Regions from separate parts of the Anas platyrhynchos genome. Here region 1 is linked to region 2. A link is a contact called in public Hi-C data. All regions are on one chromosome and are shown on one strand. Each heading gives the region's core, a stretch centred on a gene start, on an enhancer-like site or on the middle of the called end of the contact. The rest is flanking DNA. Distances are from core to core; before and after follow the strand shown. Region 1 holds the start of RBKS (ribokinase). Region 2 has its middle 4.9 kb from the start of TRNASTOP-UCA.

Region 1 (5,815 bases), core at 3,184-5,683, 94 kb after region 2:
AACGGCAGATTGACTAGAATGAGGAGTGGCTGCTGCAGGGGAAGCATTACAGATAAAAACAAAAACACAAACGAAATGGATTTGAAGGATTCTAGAACACTTTTCTCTGCTGCTAGGAGAAGCAGAAGAGCAGAGAAAAAAATATATATAAAAAAAAAACAAACATGAAAGCAAGAATAAAAACATTAAAATGTGGTGACTGTGCATGCCTGAGAAATGGTGGAAATGAGAACATGTGTGAAAGACCTGGAAACAAAGCAAAGGAGAAAATGAAGGCACACGTGAGACTTTGCCTGCTACCTCAAAAGAAACATATGAAAATTCCTTTTCGCATTCCCGCAGAAGCCTGAAATCATTGTCCCAGATACTGCATTGCAAGGAAGAAAATATGTAAGAACTTAGGGTGAGGGATTTCCAAGGAGCCAGTGAGTCCTTTACTTCAGCACTTGGCTGACAGTAGCCACCACTAGAGGCTTAAGATGCAGGATCTCCCCGCGGAGGTACCTTTGCCACTGTGCCCAAGCAGAGATCGGGCTCTTAGGGAAGATGACTCGACACAGCCGTTGGCTGCTCCGGGATGTTAATAATTCTGGCTGCATTTTTCGCTACTGGCCAGTCTGGCAACACGCTACTTTGCAGCCTGGTGCTTTCTCTGCCATCTCTTGCTTCTCTCACTGAGCACCTTCAGTCACGCAGTGTGCTTTTTGTAGAAGTTATTAAGGGCAGTGGTCACAACATGGGGCTGGAAGCCAAAACTTTTAATTCCCTAGAGACAAGAAAGCAATCTGAGAGGAGGGAAGAGGTCCACCAAAAACTAAGATTTCAAATCTTGAACATCCTAACAAACATAGTTTTCCAGTATTCGGGCTGTGGTCTCATTCTCTTGAATTCAAGTGAAAAACTGTTGCTGTTGTGACTGTCCAAGGCCTTTTTTTCCATCTTACATTTTGTTCTTTGCTTCTGCTGTTTTCAATTGCCATGCCAAAGTTTCTCCTGTTTATTCTAATTGTTTTAGTGTGTCTGACTCTCATTGGTTTATATGTTTAGTCTTGTCCTGATTTAATATGAATTAAAATGCCACTGCCACGACCAGTCTGCAAACATGAGTCAGAAGAGAAACTATTTCAATAATACTATGGCCGGCACCCGCCTGGTTTGATATCTTGATCCTATAGAATAATGCGGGTTTTGTTGTCTACTACTATTGCCTGGTATTGCCAATGAAGTGTTGATTGTGATTGTGACCACAAGTATGTTTTGTTCCTGGTCCTATTAAGCCAAAAGAGTGTGGTTTACTGCATGTATGTACGTGAGGCTGTTTTGATTATACAAAGTTCACTTTAGAAAACCCACACTCTGCCACTGCAGCGCTACAGGACAATGAGAGAAGAATTTCCAATGAGAATAGTATTTTAAAAGCAAACCGCTGGGCCCCTTCCCTGTAAAAGGATGTTAAGGCACACTACCCTTTCTTCTGAATTTGATTATTTCTCAAAATGACAAGCGAATGCTGTCTTCAGCAGAAGGTCCCCTTTCTTTCCCTTCTCGTTCATTATGTAAGGCGTAGCAAATTTCAAATTGCACATTCCCGTGGCACCCAGACATTACGCTTCTTCAAATCATCGGTTTACTGCGCTGAGTAAAAACATTTGACGGTAACTTCTTGCGCTCGGTCAGTCTGGCTGCCACATGGCCGCTGGCAGCTTCGGGCTGATCTTTCGGATTGTCGGTACCTTGCCCGTGAAGACCTGGGGATATTCACCAGTTAATGCCTGCCACCCTTAGGTTCTGGCTCTCCAGAATTAGGGCGAAGTCAGTGTTCTGGAGAGCCAGCGTTGCACCCCACCAGCTCGAGTTGTAACACAGCATTTAACCTCTGGCAACACGCTTATCTTCTAGGAAAAACAGGCTTCAGTCCCGAGCAGTGAATAAGCCCATCAAACGCAACGTGGCCAGAAATGTGCCTGACCTCCTTCACACCACTCTCCCTCCTAATGAGGTTTACTCACTCTCTTCCAGCAGATGACAGACGGGCAGTTAACACACTCGCCTCGCTCTCCATATCTTCTCCTAGCTAAAACCTCGGCATAAATAACAAATTCATGAAAATCTGGTGCTCTTTTGTCCCCCCTGAAACGAACCCTAGCTTTAAACCTAGAATATGCAACCTCCCTACACTGCAGGCATACAAACAGGAAAGAAAAACCCTCCTTGCATCAATCCTAATCTGGCAGTTTTTTAAGAAAGCTTGCTTATCATTCCCTGTTTCACTCCTTTGCTCCCATTTAGAGGCATCCCTGCCCACAGCTTAACGCTTTCAGGTCATTTTACCAAGATTTTTGTAACATTGGATACATCCAAACTCTGTCTACATGGGTACCAAATGGAGATTTTGGAGATTTCAGTCTGACTGAACACTTGCCAGCAAAATTTAAACCCATTCCTTTCCCAAGTTTATGAAGTGCCTGAAATCCTGTGCTCGTAACCGGGAATGAGGCTGGCCGTTCTTTCCCAGTTGAATCAAATTAGCTTATCACTAATAAAAAGCCCTTCACTGCTCCTTAAGTAGAGGCTAATGCTGGTGAGTCAGATACATTCTTGTGATAGCATTTGTTCAGTTTAAGAAACTCTCAGCTGACTGAAGAGTGAAAGAGCTTTTTTTTTTTTTTTTTTCAAGCACTTAATCTCAGTGTTACAGCATCTATGGCTACAACCCACGGTTTAATCTCTAGTTATAGTACAGCCAGTTAATGAGCCTTCAGATAAGTGCCTGCATTTCCATCACAGCAAACTTGAAGCTAAAAAAAAACACACGGGAGCTTTCCATTTGTTGGCCTTGTTTGTTTTGTTTTGTTTAACTGTCAAGAAAAAACTCAGGCGCACGGTTGTCAGTAGTGCTTAAAGCTGTAGGCAATTTTTGAAGTCTTTTTCCATATTGTAGAGAGAAAGGAAAAGGAATTTCTTGAGAGTAGCGCACCATGCCTTGTGTTTCAACGTAACGTCACAAGCATCTGATCACTCACACACACGTAACGTCAAGATCAGTTCTCCAATATCTTTCTCTGACTTACAACACAACTATTCCTCTTGGAAAACCGCCAGTGCGTGCTGCAGATAACATAAAGCATTACATCTTTCTGACATAGGTTCTATGATTTTTAAAGTGTTTTTACAGTGCACGTCTATGACTGCATTGCACTTACTCCCAGCATAACCTTCTGATCATGTCTTCTACACTTTCTTGACCCACAGGCTTTGATTGTCTGCTGATTCACATTGAGGAATTGATTTATTTTTTTTTTTTTACTGCAGAATTCCCAGCAGAGCGAGCTGATGCAGCCCAGACACATACACTTTTAAATCCTATGTTAACCAAGTCTGCGTACGTAGTTTGAAACCAGATGTGTTTAATGTAGTGCAAATAAAGAACTGGTTTGCAAGTTTACTGGGGCTGACAAGGTCAGGCCGTTTAGGTTAGCATTTGCACCATTGCCAAGTCTCACAGTTCTGTTTGAATTCTTCCGATATTCAGTATTCGTTATGAAACCCAGGTTGCTCGAACCAAAACTTTATTTTTTACAAAGTTTCTAAACCTTACCTATGAGCTAAAAAAGAATAAGGAGGAGGCACTCGGGCCTCGTTGTCAGAGCAAAATGCCCAGAGGATGAATCAAAAGGCACGAGGACGTTCCTTGAAATAAATAAATAAATAAATAAATAAATAAATAAATAAATCAGTTCAGAAAGCAGAGGTGCTTGGTTTCCTGAGGGCTCACTTCTGTTTCTTGGTCTGAATGGCTACGAGCAGCTCGGCGGCCTTTTTTTCTCGCCGTCCCATGAAACGAAGCCTGTAAATAATCAACTTCTGGCCTGCCTTTTTTTTTTTTGTTTGCTTGTTTTGTTTGTTTGTTGTTTTTCACGGGAAGTTTGTTTTCCGACACGAAGCCTCCTTCCTCGCTTTCCTGGCGGCCTCAAACGCTTGGAGCCGAGCTGCCCCAGCCGAGCCCCTTCGTTTACCTCCACAAACCTTCGGCCTGGCGAGCTGGGCTGAGGGCCCGCCTCCTTCCTCCTGCCTCCCGCCTCCCTCCCGCCTCGCAGCCCCCCGGCCGCGCAGCACCGAGGCCGGGCGTCCCCTTCTCCCCCAACCCGATCCCGCGGCGCGTCCCTGCGGCGGGTACTGACCTGACGAGGTCGGTGACGCAGGATCCCACCACCACCACCACGGGGGCAGCCATGGGGCCGGGCCCTGCCCCTTGCCCCTTGCCCCTGTCCCCAAGGCCTCAGCAGGCCGCGCCGCGCTTCCCCCGTCACCATAGCAACGCCGGGGGGGCCTTCCCCCAGCGGGGCTGCCCTGCGCGAACGCCTGCTGGCGGCGGGCAAACCCCAGCCCGGCAGCGCGGCGGCGGCTCGGCGGCGAGGCCCCCTCCGGCCCGGTTGCGGGGGGCGGGTGGCGGTGGCGGCGGCGGGGGCGCGCACGCCTGGGCGGCGGGGCGGGCGCGGGGGCGCGCACGCCGGGCGCGGCCGTTGCTAAGGGGCCGTAGGTAATGGCGGGGCCGGGGGGGGGAGCGGGCGGCCCGCAGCGCCTCCGACGGCCCCCGGGGAAGCGAAGGGGGGTGGACCCGGCATCGGGCTCGTGTCCGTGTCGTGCCCCTCCGGGGGGTAAAAGCCCCCAGGGGGCGGTGGGGAGGCTGAGAGGGGCGCCCCCGGCCTGCTGTGAGGCGAGGCAGGGCAGGGCAGGCCGCAGGGCTTCACCCGCAGCGGGATGGGGCTGCCCCGTGCCGGGTTCTGGGAGGGGAGCAGCCTGGAGAGATTTAACTTATTTATTTATTTATTTAATGTTTTATTTTTATCTTTCTAGGTTTGTTTGGTGTCTACGCTCGCCCCCATAGCGCTGCAGGGGGGGTGGGGGTGGGGGGGAATGGTGTGCGTGGGGGCTGAGCCTTGCAGGAGTTGTGGAGTGGTGTGGTGGGGTGTAAAGCCCGCTGTTTGCTCAATAAACGCGTGAGGTGAACGCCGAGCGAGCCTGTGAGTGCTGGGTGTTAACGGGCTCCTTACATAGGAGATATTACAGATCTGGAGAAACGGTGCAATAAAGCCAGGTGACACTGGCAGCTTGTTTTGATGGTATCTGCAGGTTTTGTTAATGGGAAGATAAAGAACCTCATCCTGTAATTCATTCTGGAAGGTGTCTCTTTTCCCCACGTTTCTCTTCGTGTCATGGCCTTACCCTCATAACATCCACAGTTCCCTCAAAACGTGTCACATAAGCAGAACCACCCGTGAGACCTTTGTGCATAAAACGCTAGGAAGATAGCTTGTCTTTCAGCACGCTTTTCATGGCCTCCAAAACCTTCAGCAGTCCAGCTGGCCCCTCTGCCTGAAGTTACTCTCCCTACACTAGAGCTGATGGAACAAAACGTGCCCAGTTTTAGCCAGCCTTGCACAAAATCTAGCGTTTTAGTTTAAGCTCATTACCTGTTCGAGCTAAGCTGTTGGACTTTGCATTGAAATAGGTCAAGTCTGGACTTGTGTTCTCAGCTTCCCTAGGTAAGGATAAAGGTGAGTAGGCAGTCGTTTGGGGCAGAGGAATAACAACCATGAAGTAATGTCTTGAATTGCCATAGATGTTTGCCAGGCAAGCTTCAGTTTTTACCTATTGTCAGGGTAAATCATGTATGTGAAGAGAGCTAGTTGTACATTAGTACGTGGATGTTCACTCTTCAGCTTCTTTAGCTGCCATAAAATGTAAAATACAGCATATTAAAGGCAATTATTATTTTTAGGAAATTCTTGTTATTTTTGTGCTGAAAGAGCCT
Region 2 (6,731 bases), core at 775-3,274:
GACAATTACATTCTTATAGTCACCCCCCCTCCAGCCCCCACCCGCGCCCTGCGTGCACACAAGCACAAATGGGAATTATGTGCTCCGAGTGCGATCTGAACTCCGCAGCCCGGGAGCTGTGCCTGGCATTGAGTTCACTTTTTTTTTTTCTTTTTTTCATTTTTTTTTCCCCTCCAGAACAACAACAAAAAAAGGCCAGAGCCACTCCACACTCTTTCATCGCCTTCGGATGAAGTTAGGCCGGTCAGATTGCTGGTGTGGGTGACTTGTCCTGGAGGGGAGCTCGTGGCGAACACAGACTTTCCAACACGCAGGAGGGGAGGCCAGGGAGCCCTGGCGGTGAAGGCTGCGGCACGCCGCACAGGGTTTGTGAAATCCTGTGTGAATACGTGGTATGCAAACACCCCCCGCGCCGAGCTTCTTGCACAAGCCCCAGTTGGCTCACGTACCTGGGCAGGGCTTCAGCTGGTCGGCGATGGAGGAGCACAGCTCGACGAGCGGCCTGCCCTCGGGGAGAGGCCCCCACATGTGCCCCCAGCACGGCAGAACTGAGAGGGAGCACGGGAGGGAGGTTAACTGGGACGGGGGCACCCCAGGACCTTGTTCTCGCACCCTTTAGCTGACACGGAAAGGGACGAGGCCATAGGAAGAAGGGCTCCCTGTGTTTAGCTGCTGGTTTGAGGCGAGCGCCGGCGTAGAGGCCGGTGTAGATGACTTGTGTGTAGCTGGGAGGTTTTACAAAATACTATCAATGTCTTGCCTGAGTCTGCTTTGTTTGCAGTCACTCATTAGTCAGCCAAAGCGTTCGGCGTTTGAACCTGAGTGTCACTTTCTTCCCTGACAAAGGGCCAACCGAAGAGGAGCCAAAGGCTTTACCGCTGCTTAGGAGGCAAGCCAGGGGTTACTCAGCGGCACGATGCACGAGAGCCCGGCTTCTCAGCAGAATGCAATCTGCCTCCTGTTGTTTTCCCCGTGGAGTCACAGAGCGGCGAGGAGGATGTGCTGGTGACAGATGGCTGACGCGACTCATGAAGCGCATGGGTGACTGGGCTGTGACTCAGCAAGAGTTTGGGCACGGGAGCCCCGCTGCTGGAGCTCTTGCACGGTGACCGTGGACCTGGCCGGGTCTCCTGGAGGGCCGAGCGCGGGACGTCGTTTGAAGTCTGTGACCGCCAGCCTCCACGGGAGGGAAGCAGGCACACGCAGCCTGTTGGAGCAGAAAGTCAAGCTCCTAATTACTGTTTACATTGGTAATGGATAATGTCGTAGTGCGTACAACTACATGACCTGCTGGTGGTGCTTAGATGTCCTGCTAGCCTTCGGAAAGGAAACCATTCAACATCCTGGCCTGAAGTAATGACAGTCTCACTTGGAGGGAGTAGCACTCAGAAAACTTCTTTTTCAGTCAAGTCACTAGAGGGGGACAAAGACCTGATCTGGGTACACAGCCATACACCAGCTCTCCTGTTGCAGCTCTGGGAGACACCTTGGAGAGGCAGAAGCAAAGATGGCCCTGGCCTTCATCAGATCTGGAGGTGCCCAAGTGCAGCAGGATGGCTTTCTGGACACCGAGCAGGCAGGTGGGGATCAGCAGCACGTTGGGGAAATGAAGCCAATCCTTTCCCACCAGAAGCAGGATGGTGCATGCGCATGTTTAGCAGCCTCTGTGTCAGCTCTGCCAGTGCTTCTCCCTATTCCATAGCTGGCTGGGGCTTTTGAAGGCCAATTTTTTCTTCTTTCTCCTCTTTTATGAATGATGAAGAGCTGAATTCACAGGTCTGGATAGGTGCCAGGTGTTATTGTTGTCTCTGTGAGTTAGAGACGTCATGGAAATATTGGAGAACCTGAACTCGAACAGAATGTACCTGTGTGCATCCCACACGCACGCAGAGAGCCAGAGTGGCCGTAGTAAGCAGCAAGGCAGCGTTTGCAACTAACATATTGACCTGAAGTGCTTAAAAGCCACTACACACACTCCCCTGGTGAAATGTCGACTGGAATGACTCATACAAATGGATCGTGATGCACAGTCCTCAGCCCAGCCAGACTGTGCTTGGAACCAAGGCACTCCCATTTTCTCCCCTCCAGCATACTTGCCTGACCAAATCCAGGATTGAGCCATTTGGCTCTGACTGGAGCTGGTCAGAACATGTTTTTCTTTTCTTCTCTTTTTCCCCTCCTTCACCCTTTGGAAAATGTTGACATTTTAGCAAAGGGCTAAAAAACCCAAACCCTGAATATTTTCCATTGGAAAATGCTCAGGGAATGGGAGGGGAACAATCCCAAAATTGCCAACAATCAAATCTAGTTTGCTTTTAAGCTTTTTGGGTTTATGAGAAGGGGTCACGTTTGGAAGAAAGCAAACACTTTCTATGAAAATATTTGTTCTCTTCAAACCCATTTTTTCACTAGAAAAGTGTTCCAACTGGCATCCTTTTTACTGAAGTTAGTTTGGACATTCTCTACGTCTAATTTTGGAATCGGCCCGAAGAAAAACTAATTCAGAAATGTAAATCTTTTATTGGAATATAAAGCACAAATGACACATACAGCACAACTTTGAGATATATCCCGATAGTCTCTGTGTGTCAACAGTCCTATTTTCACAAATATCTCAACCAAGTTTGGAATCTGGCCTCTGGGACGCCAAGCTCTCAAGGCTTAGTGCTCTGAGCACATTCCTAAAGGGAATCTCTCTTAATAAGATCACATCAAAGGCTGTAAGGGAAGCAATAGGCAGTGAAAGGCATATTACCTGTAACTATCCCTTGAGTAGCTGATAGCACGGAAGCACTTAAAAAGCATTTTGTTCTGATGTCTTCAGCTAATTTAAATTTCTGTCTGAATTGTAATGTAGGCCTGAAACATTTGTTTCATCTTGTCTTTGTGTATTATCCTGCTTTGCTGTAAGTTAAAAATAAAAAAGGAAAGGGACAATGTTAGCATAACAGAACACACATATTTGGAGGAAAGGAATTATGCCCTAAACTTTTACTAAATGCGGCTAATAACAGGTTAGAGTTTAAAAATGGAAAGATCTTAAAACAAGTATACACTGGTCATAAATAAATTTGGGCTGCAAAGAAGCAGAAGCCTTCAAAACAGCAGCAGAGTGAAGTTCAGAATAACCTCCTAAGAGGAGCAACGGGAGTAAAAAACTGAAGACAGATCTCAATCAGTTGTAGGATATCATGACAGCAGAGGAGGAGATTCAATGTCCCATGGGTCCGTTCTCTTTTTTTGTGCCCCTTCACCCTTTTTTTTTTTTTTATTTCACACTAAAGCTTCTCAGTTCCTCTTCACATTTGCTCCATTATGGTTTAGAGTTGGAAGTGCTGGACTTCGCTGTGACTTAGTTCTGCTCTCCGTCACTTGTCACTTCCAGGCTTCCCTGAACTAGTCACTGCTGTTTGAATTGGGTCACCGCAGAAGAAGGGGTATGTTTGACTTCACCAAGCCCCTGTTTGTTATTTTCTTTTCAGTCTGGGAACATCTCCCTGTCATTGTTAAATCTCATAAAGCAGTGGGTATAAAAACATAATGATGCAAAATCTCCGTTTTGTACCTCATCTTTGTCAGCTGGGGACAACTCAATTGTATGTTGATAAAAGGAAGAGGCTGTGAATGTCTCTGCCACCTTAGTGGCAAGGAACACAGGGTTCCTAAAGCCCTGCACTGGTTATGTCTGTCCTCTGTAATATTTTTTTCAGCATAACCAAGCAATTTTTCATTTACAGACCTCTACTTTTGAGTTAATAAAGACAAAATATCAAGAGCGTCAGCCCCTGAGCTTGGAAACACAACTGCATGGAGGAAGCCACAGCAGGAACATGAGAAATGGCCATCCAGGGATGCAGAGCTGTGACTAGCCATGGAAATGTCACTGTGTGAAATGTAACTACTGGGACACCAAGCAGATTAAGCCAGGGCTTGTGACTGTTGACATTCATGGAAACATGTTTCACAAATCCAGCTCTCCCCCCCAAAATCAGATTCTAGCTTCCTTCCAATAATTTAAAGAGGCAGCAGTCTGTTCATATAACCTTCAGACCAGGCTGGCAGAGGGACTGAGTCCCTCAGTGAAAACCAAAGAGCAGCCCCTCTGGGTGAGAGCAGCCCAGCAGTCTGCTCCCAGCTGGGGCACAAGGAGAGGCTGTCCAGGGAGGGCGAACAGCCCTGGGCTCTTCCCTCTCTCTTCCCCTTGCATTTCCTCAGCATTCACCTTTGTTGGGGTGGGATGCTAGATTTTACATCCCACCTATTCCCTGTAGCATCCATTTAGAGATCTGTTGTCTGGGAATTTGTCTAATCCCACTCAGAGCCTGCTGACACCGTTTGCTTCTGGAACCTGCTGGGCCAGCAGCTGCCAGAAGTTCCCTGCCTAATGTCATGTAACTTCTTTAATCTGTTTTAAACCTGTGTGCTGTTGGTTTCAGTGAGTGCTCCCTGCTCTTCTGTTGAGGGATTTGGCTACTAACAAGTCTGCATTCACCTCAGCCACCCTAATTCTGCGAACCTTGTCATTAACCACCAGAAAAATAGCTAAGGATTGCAATACTGCTCAGATCACTCTGTTCCTGTCGCCTGCTGACCTTCCCAGAGCAGTTTTATGCCTGCAGCACTCTGGCTGTTACCAAACTCAGATGGGAAAAAAAAAATGACAGCAAAGCAAATGGAGTGCAACTTCCTTCCAGCGTTGTATTCCCTGTGCAGCTGCCCATCAGCGATGCAATGGGTCCATTTTGTGGTTAGGAGTTGGATGCTGATGGCCCCATCCTTCCCTTGGGGATCTGCAGTTCCCTGCCCAGCAGGGGGCTGCAAAGCAGCGAGCAGGATTTCGGGGAGGGTAGGCTGGCAGCCCCGGCGGGGGTGTCAGGGGCATCTTCCAAAGTGGCTTTAATTAATGAGCACATGTGCAGCGAGGAGAGTTACAGCATCCCACTCAAATTGTTGACTTGGAGCGCTTCTGGAGACAGCCGTACTCTGCTCATTAGGAAAGAGCTTTTTTGCAATGCCCTTGGATTGGACGGCTCTTGGATTGCACCACGAGATCAAGTCCCCGTACGGGCTGCCTGCCTTTCGGCTGCCAGCTCCAAGAGGGTTGTTTTTCTTGTCTTCTCATTCTCAAGGAGTGCTCAGCCAGATGGCCTGTTTTCGAATGCACTGTGCGTTGGTTGGATGTGTGTTTGGAGAGTCTGCCAGCTTCACGAGAAGGAAGAAAGAGCAAAAGAAAGGGAAAAAAGCACCATTTGGTATCTATCTCTGGGACCCAGCCAGAGTTGAGGCTCTGTTTGAAGAAGGGGGGAGTCTTAAGAGAGAAACTCTAGACAAAATTGAAAGCTGGAAAAACTTTCAAGCTTGACAGACTGGGAGACTGAAGTTCTGCACAACACCCATCCGCTACCTGGCTCCCTCGCAAACGTGCCGCAGATCCCCTCAGGAGCCGTAGTAAGAGCAAGCACCAAGCATCTCTCGCCGCCCTCCCTGCCTACCTCACCTGCGGGCTGAGATGCGGAGAGGTGGCCCAGCCAGCCCGTCCTCTGAGGATCCCTAGTGCCGCCTGTGGCCTCTGGGATTTAGCAATCAGTTCACCAAAACCTGAAATGACAGCATTACAGCCCAGCTACATCAGCCCAGGCAGTGGAGAAGGACAAAACAGACACCACTGGGGCCCAGCTCCCCAAGAAAGTTGCCTGAATTTTACTACAGGGCAATGCCATTTTCCAGCACCTTGTTATGTTAGCGTCCCAGAACCACCTTCTGGTGAGTTGGGGCAGCAAACAAGCAGAGGCCAAACCAGAGCACCAGCTTTTTCCACCGCTCATTGGCAAATAATTCGAACCTGACGAGAAAAGTCTGGTGGTGAAGGGGAGGGGAAAGCTTTAAAGTTTGGGTGGATGGAGCGTGGCTTTCTTTGCCTAACTAGATGTCGTGTTGTGGTAACAACGCATTGTTCCAAGCAGCAGGAGGAGGTCTTGTTAATCCGAGCCAGAGAAAGCCATGTTTGTAACCATCCCCGCCGGCTGACGTGCCACGCTGTGCCTTGCAAGCCAACTCACCCGCTCGCTTGCTGAAATCATGGCACAAAGAAGATGGTTGCAGGAGCGTGCGTAGCTGTGCGGGCGTGTGGTAAGAGCCAAGCCCGTGTCTGCGCTGATTGCATCAAATTATTTTCACTGAAGCGATCAGAAATCGCGGGCCATCAGGGCAAGGTCTCCATGGCAACACAGCCTGGGCTGTGGGCAGCCGACACCTCGGGCAGTGGGGGCAGCGGGGCCGCTCTCGCTCCTCCTGCCACTGGCCACGCAGCCCAGGCAAAACCCCAAACCCGCCGGGATCTGCAGCACCTGCGGGTGCTGATACCCCAGGGCTTTCTGGCTGTCACCACACCTCGTCCAAGAGGCACACCATGCTCACCTCTGACCCCAACAGGACCCAATTTGGGTAAATAACCCTGGCATAAAAAACATATCGCCGTACCTATGTTCACAGCTCAGGTTGTTACAAGAGATCTGGTTCTCTGACAGAAAATAAGATGGGAAAATCCAACAGTAAGTTCAACCCCTCGCTGCAGGGCTCCAGAGGCCTCATTAAGGCCTTCAGGTGACTGCCTGGCTGTCACCGAGTGCTGTGGCATGGAGTTGGTAAGGGAAGGATTTCGGTCTTTAACTGCACAGAAATTCAGGTCCTTGAGGGTCATAACATGGCTTTGCCACAGCCCCGTGGACAGC

What was found. Hi-C and Micro-C count contacts between places; a contact is called where the count stands out from the background.
Region 1: a contact with region 2 is called in a Hi-C map of subcutaneous adipose tissue, with 2.2 times the contacts expected there. The contact joins the promoter of RBKS here to the enhancer-like site in region 2. A contact is called at or near these places in 2 of 8 Hi-C or Micro-C datasets (F5 follicle and subcutaneous adipose tissue).

What each region holds. Positions count from the first base shown.
Region 1 is chr3:38,310,102-38,315,916 of IASCAAS_PekinDuck_T2T, forward strand. It overlaps RBKS (ribokinase), which reads right to left and starts at 4,434. Exons shown (of 9, transcript XM_027454053.3): 1 at 4,182-4,434. The coding sequence starts at 4,234. It overlaps BABAM2 (BRISC and BRCA1 A complex member 2), which reads left to right and starts at 4,409. Exons shown (of 12, transcript XM_038176415.2): 1 at 4,409-4,540.
Region 2 is chr3:38,218,272-38,225,002 of IASCAAS_PekinDuck_T2T, forward strand. No RefSeq gene overlaps it. Among named protein-coding and RNA genes, the nearest start is that of TRNASTOP-UCA, 4.9 kb to the left of the region's middle. Within about 2 kb of position 2,025, at least 4 of the 8 cell types and tissues checked have an H3K27ac peak or open chromatin away from gene starts, as enhancers often do. A contact at or near this core is called in subcutaneous adipose tissue, where this site is marked.